Linked DNA regions of Gossypium hirsutum: region 2 is linked to region 1. A link is a contact called in public Hi-C data. All regions are on one chromosome and are shown on one strand. The core of a region is the stretch at or near the end of the contact, and the rest is flanking DNA. Distances in the headings are between cores, read along the strand shown.

Region 1 (5,397 bases), core at 1,849-4,348:
CGACAACAAAAAATTTTGGGATATTTTTGTGACTTATGGAGAAACCCAATTAAAAGAGTATCTTGTTGACAACGTGTTATAAAATAAATAAACAAAGAGTAAAGAACAAAGAAAATGGGAGAGCAAAAAAGAGAGCGTATTTTATTGATCAATCGAAAATTTACAAAGTTTCCCTAAAGTCTCTATTTATAGGTATAAGAAGTATAAATGAAGTAGAGATCTACTTCTAATGACTAGTAGAATTTAAAGTACATCAAAACTTATCTTGATCTTAATGAACATCCACTTAATAATATATTCATAACATTAACAATGTTATTGTAAGTGACTTAAGTTGTTAATTGTAACACTCCAAACTCGACCTAGGCATTATGACCAAATTTGGAAGTGTTGCCTAAGTTCTTTCGGAAATCCAAAAACATACTTTCAATTATTTAGGAAAACACTACTTTAGTATAAAATCACTAGGTTTTTGTAGATATGTGCTATTAAAATCTTTTAGTTTTGCAGTGAAATTTCTTATATAATTGGAATTTTGTAAAACATGATTTGATTTTGCAGATAAAATTTTTGTAATTTTGAAAACGCTTAAACAATTTAAAACGAAAATAGTATCCAAAAATTAAAACATTCCAAATGTCCCAAAACAATCCAACATAAAAAAACAATCCAAATCAGATTGAAATAACAAAATTAAAAAAAATGTTTAACTGAGATCCGTCACACTGACCCATTTTAAGTCTGGGGGTTACTTGAAAGTAAATAGACAGAGGAGAGATTTCAAGCTCAGTGTGTAACTTATAACAGTAGATACCATAGACACAATTTCAACATGTTTTCAAATATCATTTAGTCATTTTTTATAATAAAGCAGAAACAAAACATATCAGATACAGATTCACAATCCTACCCCTATCCATTACACACCATCTCCGACCATCCCTACACACCATATAAGGTATTATATACCCATCCAACCTTACACACCGCTTAGTGACTGTATGTTACTTTTCAGAATATTTGCAATCTAGTTGTCAGATCATTAGGCGATAATTCACTAAAAATAGATATATATGTGTTAAGCCACCAGATACGACAAATAGATTAAACTGTCCACACTTCCTCCATAACCATATTTCCCATCCCAATGCACATGCAAAACTAATAAATATCAGAAATTTATATGACATACATGCTTTTATAACATATTCATATCAGACTTATCATAATACAGCTCATATTTATCATAGCATAGATCATACCTACCATAATACAGATTATACTGAGCATATAACATATTAGTTATGTGTACATAAATCGTATTTAACACAAACAGAACATCAGAAATCATGATTTATAACTTAATTTGTATCATATAGCTCTACGAAAGGCCCATATTTGACTCGTATGACGAATATGGTCCTAGGGAAAAATTTCAAAATTTGGGCCTACACGCTCGTGTGGCCCGCACGGCCCAATTGGCCTAAACTGTGTGGTTCACACAGTTTGTAATATGGTCGTGTGTCACACATGGCTTACCACACAGCCGTGTGACATCGACAGTCCCAAATTTTAGCTTTCGCCATTTGTTGTTTTCTCAGGTTTTCGTTACACACGTGGTTGATTTTTTATGAAGATCGAAGGATGAATACTCTAGTACCTAAAATGACCATTGACATGAATTAATTAACTTAATCTAACAAAACCCAAGTGCTAAATCATAACCCAACAACAACACTTAAACTTCAATACAGAGAATTCGACCTTAAATAATGACGAATACGTTCACTTACCCTTAAGAACAACAATTAACTCCCTAGAGGAACACCAAACGTCTCACGATTTTCCCCTAATTGAGCATAAAAATGATTAAACACAATAAAAAACTACTTCCATTACAAGGAATAAAGAAAATCCTAACTTACACATCAACTAACTGAAATAATAACTTCACCCACCCCGAGTACTTACCAAATTAGAACAACAAGAATGGAATTGAAAGCAAGCGGGGTTACGAGCAAAGCCGAATTGACAAATAGAAGAAAGAAGAACCAAAATTGAACTTAAATTTTGTTTGGGAAAGAAAAATAACAAAAAGGGATGAAATGGAAAAAAAAACAACAGAAACAACAAAATTAGAAGGAGAATGAAAAAGGAAAAAACATTATAGAATTTCAATTCGACTCCACTTCTACATGTGAACAACACACAGAGGAAGTAAAAATAAACATACCTACTTGCTCACGCGGGGATTCAAACATAAAACCAAAGGGCAAACTAACACCTTACCACTAAACTAGCAAGCTCATTTTATCATAAATTGATCAAATATAATACTTAAGCCGAATAACAAAGATAGGCCTACGAACAAAAATAACTAAATTTCCCTAAAAGAGAGATTTAAACCCATGACCTCAAACACACATTCAAGGCCCTTAACCATTGAAGCAATTATTTAATTATGACAAAATTTAACAAATTAGAAATTCAAAATTTTTGGGCATTACATTAATAATTAAAGTTAAATGATGTAATTTGATTAAATAAAAAGTTTGTGGTCTATTTGAAAGTTGAGGTTAAGTTCAATGATTTATAATGTAGATTACATAATATACACGGTACTTATTGTTGCTAAATGAGAATTACAAGTTAAAACCTCTCCTAGTAATAATTAATAGCAAGTTTTGTTTTTTTCTTTTTTATCTTTAATTTGTTGGAACATACGGGAAAATTTATAAAGTTTTTATTTTTCTATTATTTTTAATAACTAAAGCAAAAATAAAAGAATAGGGGTTAAATTGATAAAATTTGTAAAGGTTGAGGAGTTAAATTTGTGATTGTTTCTATTTTTTAATAATGTTAATTGAAAAATTAATGAAATGACTGAAAATCAGCAAATCAAAAAATAGAGGACCAATTTTGAGCAAATAAAAGTAGATAAATTAAGTCAGCATAAAGCACAAATTAATAAGTATAGGACTATCCTCAAAATTTAAACTTTTAATGGGTTGCAAAAATAGATTGAAATGTGTAATGCAAAGCCTACCCGATTTGAAAAAAAAAAGTACTAATTCGAACATTAAAGTCAAATTTAGGTGCCAAAAGGTAAATTGAAATAAGTAGGTTTGAAGGTGTTGACTATTAAACTTAAAGCAGTCAGCCGCCCATCAGAATTCAACTTCTCTTTCCCATCCGTCCTTTAAGCGAAATCCGACGGTTTAAATTCGTTAGGTTTTGCAACAGGAAAGGAAGAATCTAATCCGTCTAAATCCAGCCAGCTGCCCGTCGATAGCCGTCTCTACTCCGGCGGCCACCCCGTCTCCCGGTTCCTCTGTCGCCGGCGCCTATTACCGTTGTGTCGCCCCGTTCGTTCTTCCATCAAGACACTGTCGTCGTTCCGGTGAAGCTGCTGCTTCCTCTGTCGCTGGCGTTCACCACTGCCTTCGCCTCCTCCGCTTCAGCCTTCAGTCGTCGCCGTCCCGCTGTGCCGCCGGTCAATCTCGTCCAATTCCTGGTATCTCCATGACTTCTATGGACAGTTGTTTTTTTTCTATGGACAGCTGCAATTTCTTGATTTTGTTGATGATAAATTAATTTTTGTGCAAGTTGCAATTTTTTAATACATATTACAGTTTTGTCTCCATTCCACTCACTCCACCAATTTCTAAAACCCCAACAGTAAGAAAGAAAATACCACCAATTTCTCCACCCGCCACCGCCATCATCGTTTCATAAGCAGTTAGGCACTCTATTTTTGCAGCTCACCCTTTAATAGAAAAAATAAAAAAGGCCTGTAACCCGGAATACACCGCTCGGACACGGTTCATGAAACAATACAATAGAAACCTAGTCCCTAACAATTCAAGAAAAACTAGGTTTTTTTCAATCTCTTCTATATTCAATCCTACTTTTCCTCGAAGCTGCCAGTAAATCAAATTTTCTTTTTGGGTGTTTGCTTCTTTAATTTCTTGATTAATCGGTGAGCTCTTTTCGTTCTTCAATCATTAATCGGTGAGATCTTTCCGTTCTTCAATCACTTAATGCATCGTTTTGTTTTTTTAGTGTTTAATGTTATATTGAATTCATTGTTAAAGATTATTTCTTTGGTCTATTCTTTGAATGAGAGATACATGGATTTTAAGTTTTGAATTCAGTGTTAAAGTGTCTCAAAAGCTTAAATTCTCAGTTATTTAAAGGTTCTTCAACTTTACTGGAGTTAACTGTTTAGCCCTAGAATAGGAGTACTTCATGGATTAGAATAGGAGTACTTCATGGATTAGAAAGCTATAACTTTTTCTTGCCATTGATGTAGGTGCTGGAGATTCATACTAATTTACATGTGGTTTAAGTTTTAAGAAATGGGTAATTGTTAAGGGTCAAAATGGGATTGATCCTAGTTCTCAATACTCAAGTTTTGTAACTTTAATTTTCAGATTAAATTATTTACCCTTATACCAAACTATGACGCAATGTCGAAGAAAGATAGTTGAGCTATAGGAGAGCATAATAAGCACATGAAAAGTTGTACCGGCAAATCAGAAGTGATAATTGTTTTTTTGATTTTTTATTACATTTGGGTCTATTAAAGTTTTAATTTTTTTTTTCACTTTGAATTTGGGCATTTAAGATTATAAATGTTCGATTTCGTTTCTTTATGTGGAAAATTTTTGAGATTGCTGGTTCCTTCACCTTTTTAGTACCTTCAATTATGACCCACCATCTTTTACATCTTTTGTTTCTATCTTTCCTCTTTATTTTCAAGGTTTTTTGTCTTCTTTTTTTTCAATTATTGCTTGTTACCATCCATTTCCAAATATCAACTAATGTAATTAAGCAACTAAAGCTAAATTTTAAATATGGGCCAGGCTGGGCTCAGGTTTAGAATCTATAATTCGGGCCAGGCTTGAGCAAAATTTTAGGTTCATTTTTTGGGCTGAGCTCGAGCTTAGAAAACGGATCTAAAATTCTGTTGAGGCCCGGCTCAGCCTATGATCAGCTCTAATTCCAATCATGTCTGCTAAAGAAAAAGTCCAGTCAGATCTGTTTGTTGATGAAGAATCAGATTTATTTATTTATTTTCCCTGTTCGTGTTTTACTTCTTTTTTTTTTGAAAAATTCTCTTTATTTTGACGCTTATTTTACTTCAAGTTGCCGATAATTAACTGTTTATCATTTTATCCGTGAAATAGTACCATAATTTGTACTTGGTTAAATTACTTCTTTTTGGCTTTTTCAAAAAATTTAACTTATAGGGTTATGTTATAATGATTGTGATTCTGTTTAATTTCTTTTTTCTTTTGTAGTTTAATTTCTTGATCATGTGATTCCGATTGCTTTAGCTGATTAAATCATGATTTCTGCCCTCCTTTTTTGTTTTCTATTGATTCGAATTATCTT
Region 2 (5,397 bases), core at 897-3,396, 280 kb before region 1:
AATATGAATTAAATGCACTGCTTACCTGAATTGTAATTATATCTTCCTTAGTGAAAGGTTCATCTGTAAGAAGCTCTTTCCAATTTTTGGTCTTGATGTTTAATTCTTTAATTGCCTGCAATAGAAAAAAAAAGGAAAAACAGTATCATGCTTTAACACATCTATCTGACCTTAAGAGGAAATGTTGACAATATAAGCAATAAACTATACCTCATAACAGAAAACATTTCCTGAAGTCTTCACAGCAACTATGTGTGTGTACTCAGTAAAAACTTTGTTCAGCACAGGACAATGATACTCCCCTGCATTAAGGCACCATTTCAATATCCTTGAGGCATGAAAACTAAACCAAACGTGCAAATACTAAAGACATCTAAAATAAAGTCAATTCTAAAATATATATAACTGAAAAGAATAGCAACCAGCATACCAACATAGTTGCACATAAAACAATAAAGTAGAACAACATTCATGAACAGCCTTCTACCAAATTGCACCAGTATAATCAATATAACAACAGTAATAAGAAGACCATAGCAAGGTTTACATCTATTACCCATGAGAATTAATAGCCTTTATTTCCACCATCACCAAAGAGTATTTCAAGCATTTATTCCATTTCTCATTTAGTTAAAATTGATTCCCCAAAGATATGATTTCAAAGTATAACAAACATAGGATTTATTAGTATGTGCAAGTGCAATTTCCCCTACTACCCTTGTTACCAACTTCACAGTAATTGCAGAAGGTTGTCTTGACAGAACCTACAAATATTAAACTGTGACACTGAAGAAAGAGGCCATAGACAAGCAGACTCTAATTCCAACTTCTTGATTTTTGGCTCAAAATTAAACCAAAGATGCAGTGCACTCTAGTCTGGCAGAACCTTAAGTATTTAAAATAATAAAGAACAGGAAGTAACTACAAAAGCGGGCAGAAATTGCATCCTTCACAAGCTCGTTTATAGAGAAAATGACAATAATAACCTAAATATAACATGCAACAACCGTCCCATGGTTTCGTTTTTTCAACCCAAAACAAGGTAACTGTCTAACATCCAAAATTCACATGTCATAGCTAAATGAAGACACACACACACACACTCAAGTTCAACCTTGTTGAAAAAGTTATAAGAAGTCAGGTAAAGAATAGAAGACCAATATTTAGTTTTGCAGGAAATTGCTGTAACTCATGCAAAATATACATCCACCATTTATCTCATGCACCAAATAAAAGAACCTAGAAAGCTATTAATGTAATCTATAATCAAATCGACAATTCACACAAGGAACAGCATCTTAATTAAACTATATTTTTTTACTAAAAGGAACAATATTTCAAACAAGTATCCCCTTTTAACATGAACTTTAGAAAATTTACTTCTAAATCTACAACATACTTTGTTGAAACCTGACAGCAGTATATTATATGGCTTGCTCAATTTCTTTGGTTCATTGAATTAAAACGTGAACTCGAAAATAAATATTTCAAACCTTCAGAGTTCTTGTGGAAAGTAAGATTGATAAGATCCTCCTGCTTCAATGGAGCCCCAGTAACCGGATGCTTCCCATACTTTCTTATATAGGGAACTACATTCCTGCACAAGAAAACAATAAAAAAATAACAAAACCCCCTAAATTACACTATATAAAAGCTTGAAAAAAGTAACAACGAAATGAAAAGATACCAACATTAAATCGAAGACGCTGCCATCCTTCGTGCATACAGGCAACTCGAAGGGCGTGAATGTAAGGCTGAATAAGACAACCAGAAAAAAAATGAATATAATAAGATATAAAGCAAAAATGGTATAAAGCAAAAATGGGAATGGAAAGTGAGGCATACGCGCAGCAATAGAAGGGAAGGCGTTTGAAAGGGGTACGATTTTCTTTGGATTTAGCGCCGCCCCACTCGGTAGCCCACTCCGTCTTCGTTATGAACATTCGATCTTTGCTGTGCTGTTTCTTTCCCATCTTGGCGACCTTCTCCGGGACAATTCAATTGCTATGGCTAGGGTTTATGATTTGGGGGAAGGGGAATTGGATTTTTTTCTGGTGAGGGATTAGGGATTATGGGGAGAGACTTTGACTTTTGACCGCTTTGAGACCCTGAGTATCAGAGTATCGCTTCCGATAATTACCGACCTTTTGAATCAGCTAAAACGGCCCAATTTAAAGCCCGTTGAAATAATTGGGCTTATTTTCATTTATTCAAAAAAACTTAAGAACTTCCCATTTTCTTTTTCTTTTTATATATTATAAAACAGTTCATATTTTTTCGATAAACTTTCCATATCAGTCCCTATAATGTATCTCATATTGCATTTATCGAATCTATCATGTATTAATTCTCTTTCTCTGAAAATATAGAAAAATGGATATGTGAAAATTTAGTCTGTGTATATTAGATAATTAGCAAAATAGTCTCTCTATTAAAATTATATCGTTAAATGTTCATTTTGATTATATATATATGACATAATAATAAATTTAATTAGTGAACTTTACATCTTTATTCAATTTAGCTCTTTTTACCCTTCTTTGTTGATGTGCCATTATTTTATCTTTTAAGCCATCGGTGGCCGAATGTGGCATTAAGTTTTAGAGAGATCAAATTAAAATTTTCAAAATTTTTGATGTTTAATGAGATTTTTCAAAAAAAAAATAAGGCTCTAATTTTTTTTAGAAAATTATTGAGTAATTAAATTTTTTAAAAGGGTTTAATTAAAATTTTCAAAACTTTTAAAGAGCTTAATTAAATTTTTCAACAAATTTGGGGGCCTAAGTAAATTATGAATAATTTTGAAGGGTTTATTAATCATTTTTCAAATTTTTGAGAGGATCAAGCCCCTTTGACTCTTTTTATATTCCGTCTTTGTATGTCATGTCAACAAATATTAAAAAAATATTTGAAAATTTAAAAATATAATAAATTTTTAATAAATTCTAAAAATTTTATAAATTTCTAAAAGTAAAGGGATGGAAATGTAATTAAACCTCTCCATTTTTAGTTTTCAATTAAATTTTTTTATTCAATCGAATTCTAACTATGGTTGTTTGAATTGGATTAAATTAATTAAATTAAAAACTGATAGAAATATTAATCTAGATAGAACATCAGAGCAATTGACTTAAAAATCAATACAAAGCAATTGAGCTCAATAATAAAACTGAATCAAATTACTTTTATATATTTTTACTAATAAAACCATCAATCCAATTCCTTTACTCTAAAGTCCAAACAATGAATTGCCTTCACACGTTTCTCCACTAGTCAACTCGACAAATGGGTTAACACCCAGTCCCAATAATAACCGGAATTTCTTCCAAAAGAAAGGTGTGATATTTGTATTGGTTTTAGTAAAATTATCGTTATTGATTAAAAAAAATGGAGGCTTTTTCAAAGTTTCTTTACTTTTCAAGTATTTTAATTGTTTCATAATTCGGATGAAAACTAGAAAAGCATCATTTGTCAAATTGGGCTTTAGTAATTGCATAATTTTATCGGTGTTCAACTACGTTTTTTTAAAGCTTGTTAGGTTAGAATGTGCTCTAAGTTGAATGATTTCATCATAGTTTTTAATTTTTTAATTGATTTAATAAATAAAATTACAATGTGTTCACTTAATATACTTTATATGAGTGTTTTCAAATGTGAAAACTAAATGAATAAATGAATATTGACTCACTAATTATTCAAGGTTTAATTAATAATACGTTACATTATATGATCAGATTATAAAATGATGAGACAATTTATACTAGTAGTTAATCTAAATTATTTGTAGTTCATAGAATCAAATTGATCAAATAATTCATACTAGGACTGTTATCTTGTCTATCAGTCCAATCGGAGAGATAACTTATCTTGACTATCGAAGCTAGATTGACTCTTAGAAATAGAGACATAGATATGATTATTTGAACTAACAATATATCGAACGGGACCCAAGTTGAATAAAAAATGAGTTGCAATAAAAATTTGTGGTTTCTTATTAACTTACGTTAGAAAGTAACAAAGAGGAAGATATGAGTTACAATGAAAATTTGTGGTTTCTTTATTGATGTCATCTATATTTACATCGTTATAGACAAGTTAAAAAATACATCATCAGCATCATCAGGGAGAATGTGTGCCGCACGACAGTGGGTGACTATCGTGAGGAGGATTTCTGCGTACAACTATTACTAAGGGCTCATAAACTGATTCGTTACCATTGTCCTCATTATGTTTGTCTTTACCCCCACCCTCGTCGCCATCATGTTCATGTTCATGTTCATATTCGCCTTCGTCATTTTCTTCGTCTTCACCTTGGTCTCCATCGCCTTCATTCGTGCCCGAGTGTAGTTGTAACACCCCTCACCCGTATTCAACGCTGGAATAGGGTTACGGAGCATTATCGGACTTATAAAAAATTAAACATCCGTATCACATACATTTTTAAATTTCATGCAATCATCATTCAAACTCAATCACATTGTCCTTAATACAAGCCTACGAGACCCTAAACATGCTTTAAAAGTGGTTCAGAACTAAATCGATAACTCAAGAAATTTTTGAAACATTTAGAAAATTTTTCAAAATACAGGGGACACACGCCGTGTGGCCCGGCCGTGTGTCTCACACGGCAAAAGACACGCCCATGTCATAGGCCTTGTGGACATTTAAAATGTGAACACATGGCTATGTCCCAGCCCGTGCCCGACCCCGTGTAACTCTCTGACTTGGGTCACATGGCCAACACACATGCCCGTGTGACTAGCCCGTGTGCCCTAGAAATGGCCACACACGCCCGTGTGTCAGGCCATGTGCTAGGCCGTGCCAAACCTGTAGGGTATACTGACTTATGCCACATGGCCATGACACACCCACCCGTGTATGGGGTCATGTGAAGCATACTCACTTGATTTCAAATTTAACATCAGGGCACATACGACCGTGTAACATAACCGTGTGTCACGCACGGCTGAGACACACGCCCGTGTCTCTGCCCGTGTGGACAAAAATAGGCTATTTACCAAGCCATTTTGCCACCCAAATTGCATGTACCTACACCAACCCATTTGGCACCAAAACACAGCATATATAGGCATTCATCTAACTCATCCAAGCATAAATTATACCATTTCAATACCAACAACACAAGGCATACAATCTCACAACACACCATCCAATTTTATACCAATTTCACTTTCTCAAATCATCAACATAGTCATTTTCAAAACATGCATTATTTTACCTAAGTTCACAAGCATACTAATTCTCAATTCATCAACCATTTGACATCCACATCACCTATTGTAACAACCCGGTTTTAGCTAAATCAGAACAGTGGTTTCAGAATCATAAATTCGATGTCAAAAAATTATTTTAATATTATTTTATGTGCTTATAGTA

The links. A called contact is a pair of places that touch in the nucleus more often than the background predicts.
Region 2: a contact with region 1 is called in a Hi-C map of leaf, with 2.6 times the contacts expected there. The contact joins the promoter of LOC107924431 here to the promoter of LOC107924520 in region 1. A contact is called at or near these places in 8 of 34 Hi-C or Micro-C datasets (callus, leaf and petal).

The regions. Positions count from the first base shown.
Region 1 is chrA12:41,315,864-41,321,260 of Gossypium_hirsutum_v2.1, reverse strand. It overlaps LOC107924520 (nucleolar complex protein 2 homolog), which reads left to right and starts at 3,098. Exons shown (of 14, transcript XM_016855011.2): 1 at 3,098-3,514.
Region 2 is chrA12:41,595,895-41,601,291 of Gossypium_hirsutum_v2.1, reverse strand. It overlaps LOC107924431 (peptidyl-prolyl cis-trans isomerase CYP65), which reads right to left and starts at 2,146. Exons shown (of 11, transcript XM_016854881.2): 1 at 1,846-2,146; 2 at 1,692-1,754; 3 at 1,494-1,597; 4 at 211-302; 5 at 26-115. The coding sequence starts at 1,973.